Linked DNA regions of Zea mays: region 1 is linked to region 2. The links are chromatin contacts, called in public Hi-C maps. All regions are on one chromosome and are shown on one strand. The core of a region is the stretch at or near the end of the contact, and the rest is flanking DNA. Distances in the headings are between cores, read along the strand shown. Region 1 overlaps LOC103652949 (coiled-coil domain-containing protein SCD2). Region 2 holds the start of LOC100281840 (fructose-2,6-bisphosphatase).

Evidence for each region. A called contact is a pair of places that touch in the nucleus more often than the background predicts.
Region 1: a contact with region 2 is called in a Hi-C map of leaf, with 4 times the contacts expected there. The contact joins the enhancer-like site here to the promoter of LOC100281840 in region 2. A contact is called at or near these places in 3 of 25 Hi-C or Micro-C datasets (leaf and tassel).

What each region holds. Positions count from the first base shown.
Region 1 is chr4:24,441,479-24,445,988 of Zm-B73-REFERENCE-NAM-5.0, reverse strand. It overlaps LOC103652949 (coiled-coil domain-containing protein SCD2), which reads right to left. Exons shown (of 16, transcript XM_020552484.2): 11 at 4,032-4,267; 12 at 3,796-3,865; 13 at 3,589-3,630; 14 at 3,361-3,401; 15 at 3,087-3,213; 16 at 2,603-2,941. The coding sequence ends at 2,823. Among protein-coding and RNA genes, the nearest start is that of LOC103655158, 8.7 kb to the left of the region's middle. Within about 2 kb of position 2,223, at least 18 of the 20 cell types and tissues checked have an H3K27ac peak or open chromatin away from gene starts, as enhancers often do. A contact at or near this core is called in leaf and tassel, where this site is marked.
Region 2 is chr4:24,325,807-24,329,935 of Zm-B73-REFERENCE-NAM-5.0, reverse strand. LOC100281840 (fructose-2,6-bisphosphatase) reads right to left here and starts at 1,699. Exons shown (of 2, transcript NM_001154760.1): 1 at 1,066-1,699. The coding sequence starts at 1,626.

The DNA.
Region 1 (4,510 bases), core at 974-3,473, 120 kb before region 2:
AATGTTCCAAATGGTAAGATTACTTTGTTGTTGTGAACCCGATAGTTAAACAAGATTATTGCATATTAATTGGAACATGAAGTGACCACCCGGGAAAACAGTGCTACCATAAGAACTATCATGGCTCTGGTCTTGGCTAAATAACTAGGGAAGTCTTATGTTGGGTGCTGGTCGTGGTCGACAGGAACGGGGGCATCTGGCAAGCTATTATAGTTCCGGCTCAGGCAGATTGGATACGGGCATAGTTCCCAAAGCTTTACCCTGTAGTCTGGGCTATAAGTTGGTTACGGTAGGTGTACCTTATGCAGTTGACCATTTCCAGCATTTGCGTAATGAGAACTCTAGGGAGAAGCCTCGTAGTGAGACCCTGGCCATTCACCTCGGAAGTGAATACGGGTCTAGCTAACCGGGCTTGAAGGGAATCGCGACTCATGGGTAAAGATGCGCCACCTCTGCAGAGTGTAAAACTGATATATCAGTCGTGCTCACGGTTATGAGCAGCCTGGACTCCTCACATGATAATTGAACTTGAAGATGGAAATAAATCGAGATCCAATGATCTGCCAATGGTTTTGCTTAAGTGGTTTCACTTAAGTGTTTTTTATATAATCTTGTATCTTTGCTTAATGGGAATACTTGGGATTCACACTTATTAGTAAGACAGGTATTATTAATAAAATGTTGACCAACTAAAATGCTTACTGCTCAACCTCAGCCTCACCTTGTTAGACTTGCATTAGTTTTTCCCCCACTTGCTGAGCCCCGACCATAAGTGAGCTCACCCTTGCTTAATTTTGATCAGAAGTTGCAGATGAAGTTATGATGCTAGACTCTGTAGATGCTAGTCTAGTGATACCCCCGGTCATCTTCCTGTGGATGGATGTCTATGTTTCGCTGTACTTTGATGAATAAAGGTTAAGACATTATGTCTGTTTGAAGTGTAATATGTTAATATACTCGTTATTTATGCTTTTATGCATTGTTCTTTTGATATATTACACTTGTGACGTCAACATATGTGTGGAAATAGATCCTGGCACACATATGCTATGCACCCGGCTCTGCCCTTTGGAAACGGGTGTGACATTGGCGTAAATAATACATGTGGTAGGCATAAAACACAATAATCGAAAAGAAAATTGCGCCGGATCGGAGGATGTCACGCGCGATCATCGTTGCGCGCATCTCGGGCCTTCCGTGACACCGCTCGCTCGAACATTGCGCCTCATGCGTCGCCGTCGCTACTCGCACGTCGACGGGCGTCGCTTGCTCGTCGGCCTTGGAAGTGCCGCCTCCTCGGGACCTCGAGGACGCCGCCGCTTGCCCGCACAAGGGCCCCGCTGTCGCTCGCCCTTTGGATCGGGGAGCCGCCGCCACAGACCTGGGAACCGCCGCCACTACTCCGGATCGAGGAACCTCCGCCACCGCGCGTCGAGGTCATGGAGTTGCGGCCACCGGCTGGGGGTCCACCGCGGCGCACGCTCTGGGGCAACCGCCATCGTCGCACGCGGCGTCGCTAATGAATCGGGGTGGAGCGTAAAAAACTGAACCCTAGCACTCCGGGTCCTGTTTTATAGACGTCCGGATGTGGTCCGGCTCGACCGGATTGCACCGTCCGACCTGGGCTTCCTCTAGTTATTGGAAACACAGGCCTCCTAATATATATATATATATATATATATATATATATATATATATATATATATATATATATATATATATATATATATATATATATATATATAATAATCCGCCATGCACGCACACATTTCCGGGCAGAACATGACACGCACGGCACGGGAATATACAAAACCCCAGCCGAAAGCAACGACACGTAGTTAGCTGGGACCTACAGTTTGGTTCTGACTTGTGAAAGAGAGCTGTCACAAGCTAGCTGAACACTAGAGGAATTAGGCCGGCTTAGCTCACTGCTAATGCGGCTAGATTGAAGAATCGATCGGACCGGTCGTCGACGTCGACCGATCGCACAGGAAAAGGGCATGCACACGCACGTTGTGTATATATGCGCGCCTGTGATTCAGAAACAAATTGACGTCGAAGTACTGAGATGATGTGCCTCTCGTGATTTTCTAGGTGCGTTTGACTGTCTGCATCGCCATGTAATGTTGGATAGGTGCTGCACAGTATAGCTAATAGCTATACCCTAACGTTGCAGCTCGCTCGTCGCTGTCTGATGGGTCTAAAAACTCGCTGGACCCAAAACTGCACCTGTATGCAAGCGGCCGGCTGCATGATCTGACAGCCAAACAGGACGAGGGCCTCGTTGGGCTCAGTTTTATCTGGGCCTTTTATTTTCTGCCGGGTTCGTTTTCTTCTTCTTCCTTGAACAGAGGTTGTTTTTCTTTTTTTAGCTCTGGTACAACACGCTCACTGATTGCTTGATGCTTGCTGATAGAAAAATCGAGTGTTGCTTCAATGCCCTTCATGTGGCCTCAGACTCAGAGTCCAGGACATGTATATGGCATGTTCCTCTGTTGTTGGACTGCATGCCGTGTAACGGTACCTATACATGCAGAGTCGGCTGACCAGCCATTCTTCTATCTATCGCGCCTTTTCGCCGTGCGCATCAACACACTCTCCGTTGCACACCTCAAGCTGCCTTTTACAAACAACAAAAGCGGGGGGTGGAAGTTATGTACATCGGGGAGAGTCAGTGAACTGTTTGTGACAAAGCTGAAAAACCAAAACCACAAAAAATGTTTACATGTCCCAGTTATCTGTATGATATACAAATATATGGCTGGAGCCTGGACTGCATTTGGGTGGGAGATGGCCACCGTCGTCCGCTCAGGCTGTTACTGTTAGGTCAGGTCCTCGACATCAGATGGACTGTCTTTGGCAAGGTTCGCCTCGTGGCGGGAGAGCTCCCACAGGAGCTGCTCGATGCCAAGCTTCCTCAGCTCGTGTATGCCTTGCTCAACTGCGAGAACAATGCCCAAGGTATATAAGTCATCTCCGGACTGATTTTCACGGCCAGCAATCACCGTCGTGGCTTCTTCAAAGTTCAGTGTGGCAACAGCCTCAAGCATACTACAAGAAAGCAGTCAGAAGAAAAGAAATTATACCATCCACAGCGTCATGTGACGTTGGTTGCTGGCCGTGTCGATCGATCCACATGTGCAATCGCTCCTCGGCAATATCTTCTTCCACGTTGTTGGTCTTAGCCCTCCTCCAGAAAAATATGAGCCAAGCCTGGGTCGCGGCACCAGAGTTGACGGCCACCACATAAGAACATTGGCGTTTACATAATGAATTTTATCAGTAACTTCGCACAGAATTAACCAACTTGCTGGTTTAAGTCAGAGTCTCAGAGTAAAAAAAAAGGAACGGGGACGGTACCTGCTTGAACTGTACATCTTCTTCCTCCTCCTTGCTTAGGTCTGCACAACTCAGATTAAGTATGGTCATGGATTTGTAGAGTTCCCCAGCAGGACAAACATGGCACTGGGTGATACTACAGCTAACCAGCCAACTAATGTTGAAAGAACATAATTCTCGTATAGCTAGCTACTAATATGATGATTACAGAAAATAAAGAGATTACAGAAGATAAAGAGATAACTGTACCAAATGCCTCAGTGAATTTTTCATCCCCAGATGATTTAATATCTGCATATGTGAAACACCAAACCATGAACATGAGTTAGCTTCATAGATAGGCAGTGAAGGAATTATGTCAACTGATCAATTGATGATTCATGATATAATGATCTTTTTGTGCAAAGTTTTCTTGGTGTACTATCAGTAACAAATAGGGAAAGCAACTGAAGGAACCTGGATCAGCTGCTCCAGCAACATTAGTACGATGGTGTTGGGCAAGGGCAAAAAGTACCGCATCCTCCACCTCCAAAAATTAATTAGGAGCATCAGAAGAGACAACAGAAAAAAAGGTAAATGCAAAATTTGATCTAGAAAATCTTCAGCACCAGGCCACCTAAGGTGCTGAGAACTGCTGAATATATATTATGCATAATAAAAACTGATGAAAGCCTAGTTAAAAAGATAAGCACCTTCAGGAAAGCTAGTTCTTGAAGTCCTTTATCAACAGCAAGCATGGTTTCTACGTTGCCTTCCCCTGCTGTAACAGTCAAATCATGAACAAGCTTGTCCACGTCTTCCAAACCATTACCTTCTGCTTCGGATCCATCCTTGGCTCTCTGTCCAGCAGATGTTACATACTCAAATGGAAGAGGTGCAAGTGAAGACCAGTATTCATGTTTTGACATTGAGATGTCTGGATAGATGCCTGCAGAATTGCAAGAATTTACTCAGAAAAAAAAAAACATCAGTTGGTAAAATGTGTTACGTATAGGCAATCCGATCACTGCTTTCAGAAAGGAATTTAGTAACTAAGGAAACATAAACAGTGTTACTGCAAACTCAACAATGACAGGAATTTTAGGAAAGCTGGTGTTACACTACACATGCTAACAAAACCAGCATTCAGTTGAATTCGTTGCAAAATAAAAGGTTGTCTTATTCTGAATTA
Region 2 (4,129 bases), core at 450-2,949:
GTTATGATGTACTTTGTCAAAAAAAAGTTGAGACTCAAACTCATTATAGAATAATTCATATGAAAATGAACATTTTGGCACCCGTTTTTGTACGAACTAATATAGAATGAGTTGGAATCTCAGGTTTCCAACAAAGTACATCTATGAATGACTATGGTCTATCAATATGCCAAGTTTTTTTTCCAGAACTTCAAAGTACGCTTTCGGATGAAAGTTAACCATTTTTCAAAGTTTTTCCACATTCACTAAAGATGCGCCCTTATATTAACACAACCAGACCCTTCAGACAAATTCCAGCAAAACAAAAAATATTTTAAAAGATAAATGAATGATAATCTCTTGTCCAATGTGGAAAATAATCAAATAAAATGGGAAGAAAACTGGCATGGAAGATAAACAAACTGCTTTCTCACCCATTAATCACAGAAGTGCCTATATCAACTAGCTGTGATTTGCAACCAGAAAACATAAAAAATGTACAATTATCAGGGTATAAGACAATGTGTGCAACCTTAAAGGACAACCTTCCATACAATGAAGACTACATTCAGTCTTCCTCAAAGACCGATGCATTCCTGAACTGACAGGGGAATGGCTGCCCATGGCCCCATGTTAAAGATTGAAAGGAAGAAAAACTATAGATGATCTGCAGCTAAAACTATTGAGAATCAAACACAGTTATAAAATACCATGCTTACCCACGAGCCTAGAAAAACAGCAAAGAGCGCCTTTTATCACCTATTTTAGTACCATGTTTTAGCGGCACGATCTGAGAGGTGTGCATCAAACAAACATTAGAGATTAGACACAACAAAGACTACTTTGAACTAATGTTCACAACGCAAGATCACCCTTTGTTCAAAAGATAATAGCTTTAGCACAACAATGAGAATTCCAAGCTGACACGAGAGTTTATGATGTAAAGTACAATGTAGATGCGGAAATAACAAGCATTGAGTTTATGACATAAAAGCTGTGAGGTCTAATTCAGGTGCATTCAATACAAAAATGAAGCGGCAGCAACGTAATGCAGCAGGAGGACAGGAGTTGCGAAGAATCGCTCACCCGACAGACGAGAGCAGCGGTGGCGCGCGCACGGTCAAGCGGAGACGCATAGGCGGCGGCGAGCCTGGCGCCGCGGGAGCGCAGGAACACAGCGAGCGCGCGAGCCTGACGCTCCCCGCGCGCCGTGAGCGCCGTGGCCGGCCACCGGCCGCCGACAAGGTCCGGGCGCATCGCGGCTGCGCACTCGCCGTGGCTGACCACAACGACCTCGATGGCCGCGGCGTCAACCTGCCTCCCTGCGTGCGGAGACGGCGGCGGCGGGGGCAGGAGAACGTGGCAGGGGTCCCAGACCTTGATGCCGGGACCCGCGAGGAGGCGCGGGGTGCCCGCCGCCGAGGGCTGCGGCGAGAGCGGCGAGTCCGCGGCGAGGCACGGCAGCACCTCGGGCTCCTGCTCCAGCACTTTGGACGCGGAGGCCGGGGGCACGCGGACCGGCGACGGCGACAGAGCGGGCGGTGGCGCCTGTGCGCCCGCGGAGGAGACGGCTGACGCGGACGGATCCTCGTCGTCTTCTTCGTCTTCGCCGCCAGTGGTGGAGACGGACGAGTGGGCGGAGCCCATCGCGGCGGCGAGATCTGACACCGGGCGGTGGGAGCGCGAGGTGTAGAGGGCGGAGTGAGTGATGTCGCGGTAGTGGTCCGTCCGTCCGTGCCTTCCTTTCCTGGCGAGGGGAGTGCGAGCGCTGAGATTCGTGCAGCCAGGCTGGCATCTTTGCTCACGTGGCAAAGCCGTATGCAAAAATCAAAATGCTGTCACCCAATTTCTTGATGAAAACTGCGATACGAGGCGGAAATATGACGTGCAATCAACCATGTAGATGCAAACGCAATCGATTTATTGTATACTATCAAATCAAAATCCAACAGTTATGGCTATTTTATATTTAACCTCTTCCATTAGAAATCTAGTATCTATTTTTATATTTAATCTCTTTCATATCAAATCGTTAGATCTAGATTGGATATTCTAGATGTTTAGGGTTAGTCTAGGAATCCCATTTTTTTAAGGAAATTAGTTTATTTTCCCTTTAAAAAACAAGAACCTCTTAAAAAAATGGAGTTTTTAAATTAGCCCTTAATTGCACGATTACACAAAAAAGGTGATTGTACAAAATGAGTCCCCTGATATGAAGAAGAACCATAGTTTGCTCGTAGGCATCAGAAGTTCGGGCTAGTGTAAAATTTTTAGCAGGGTTTTGATCGTTTCGCTTCTCTCTACCATGTTTAGATTCTAAGACGCGCAAACTTTCTCGTGATTATTCGATTCTCGTTTATTAGTTCAAGTGAACTATGGATGGTATAAGAAACAACAATAGTCTAGACAGATTATTGCTTATTTTCAGTGATTTATAAATCAAGCCAAACACGCCACGTCCATAGTCGTGTTCGGTGTTCCTGTATACGAGGTTTTGAGGTCACGTCTCAACGAGTCTAAGAGATACTCGATTTCACGTGGGAAATTCTTCCCCGTGATATGTAAAAGGAGGAAAATTCACCTTTGACGTGTAAACAGGGATAGGATGAGGAAGCATTCTCCATCTCTGTTCCCCACGGACACGGAGATCCATTAAACTTGTACGTGACATATCTTTCGTGTAATTGTTAATGATAAAAATAAATAATTATTTTCAAGAGATCACTTATTTACAAATATGTTCATTTTGATGTATACATAATAATTTGTACATATGACAATGTATATAAGTGACAATGTTTTGTACCGATAACAAAGGACGTACATCCTAATTATAATTTAAGCGGGGACGAGGATCTCGTCGATGATTTATCCCTGCGAAGAATGGGATGGGGCAGAAATATCCCACAAACTTTCGTGGGGATCCCCGCAAGAATTTTTGATGTCTCGGGGACGGACATAGAGAGCTATTCCTCGACGAGGAATTCTCCGTTGTCATCCCTAGTTACAAAGCACAAGCTAGGCAACTATTAGCTAATTTGCAAAATCCAAAGCAAGTGTTGGCTAAGTGATTCAACTATGCCAAATCATTCAAACAATTCTTTAGTTTGAGTTTGAGCTTCAATTTGCCGCTTTTGACTCATATTGGTTAAGTTAGTCAAATTTGAGTTGCTTTAGGTGTGTTGGCATAAATCACCAAAAATGGGTAGATTGAAAGGGCGTTGTGCCATAGGGTCATTTCTACCTGTTTTAGTTATTAAGTGTCCAACACACCACATTGGACTATCTAGTTTGATATGAGTATGAGCACAACTTCACTTTGAGGCAAATTGAGGAACTAAGTCCAAATGGGCAAATCTAGAGGCTAAAAGTGCAACTTTGGGTAAAACAACACAAAAAATGAGGTTTTAGTGTTTAAATAAGTTGCACATACCCTATTCTATGTCTATAGCAACTTTGTTTGGCTACTAACTCATTCCTGCAATAGAAGTGCATTTTGGACTTAGTTTTGAGCACATTGCAAATTGTAGAGAAACTATGGCAAAGAGGTAAGTTTCCCACACTTATTTATTGAATTACATGCTAATTATGTTTGTCTAAGTAACAGGGAAGTCCTCAAAGAAAGCCAAAAAGGTTCGAAGGAGATAGGCTCAAATGAACCATACTTGGTCTAGTCTGGGTGCCCGGACCGGTCCGCCAGACCGAGCCCGTGTGACCTGGCCGTACAGTATCGGTCTGGTGTGCACCAGATTGCTTATCCAAAAATCGACTTCGACGCGCCAGGCGCCAACGGCTAGCTAACGTGGCCCATGGTCCACTGGCCACAGACAACCCAGATCTGCATTTTTACAAGGAAGGAGGCAACGACTCCTAGGCCACTTGGGTCTATTAAAGCAGCTCCTAGACACCTCCATTCGGTACTTAAGTACTCCAAGAGCATCACAACATTTCGACATACCACAATAACGCACACTAGTGGTTTTAGTGAGATCCGAGCTCTAGTTATGAGATGTTCTTGTGAATTTGTGTAGTTGTGCTCTTGTCATCATGTTTCTTGCGTGTGTTGTTGTAACACCCCAGGTGTTACCTAGGATTCTTTTTCCCTCCACACCCACATTTGTGAACATTATCACATGTGAATGTAATTGAG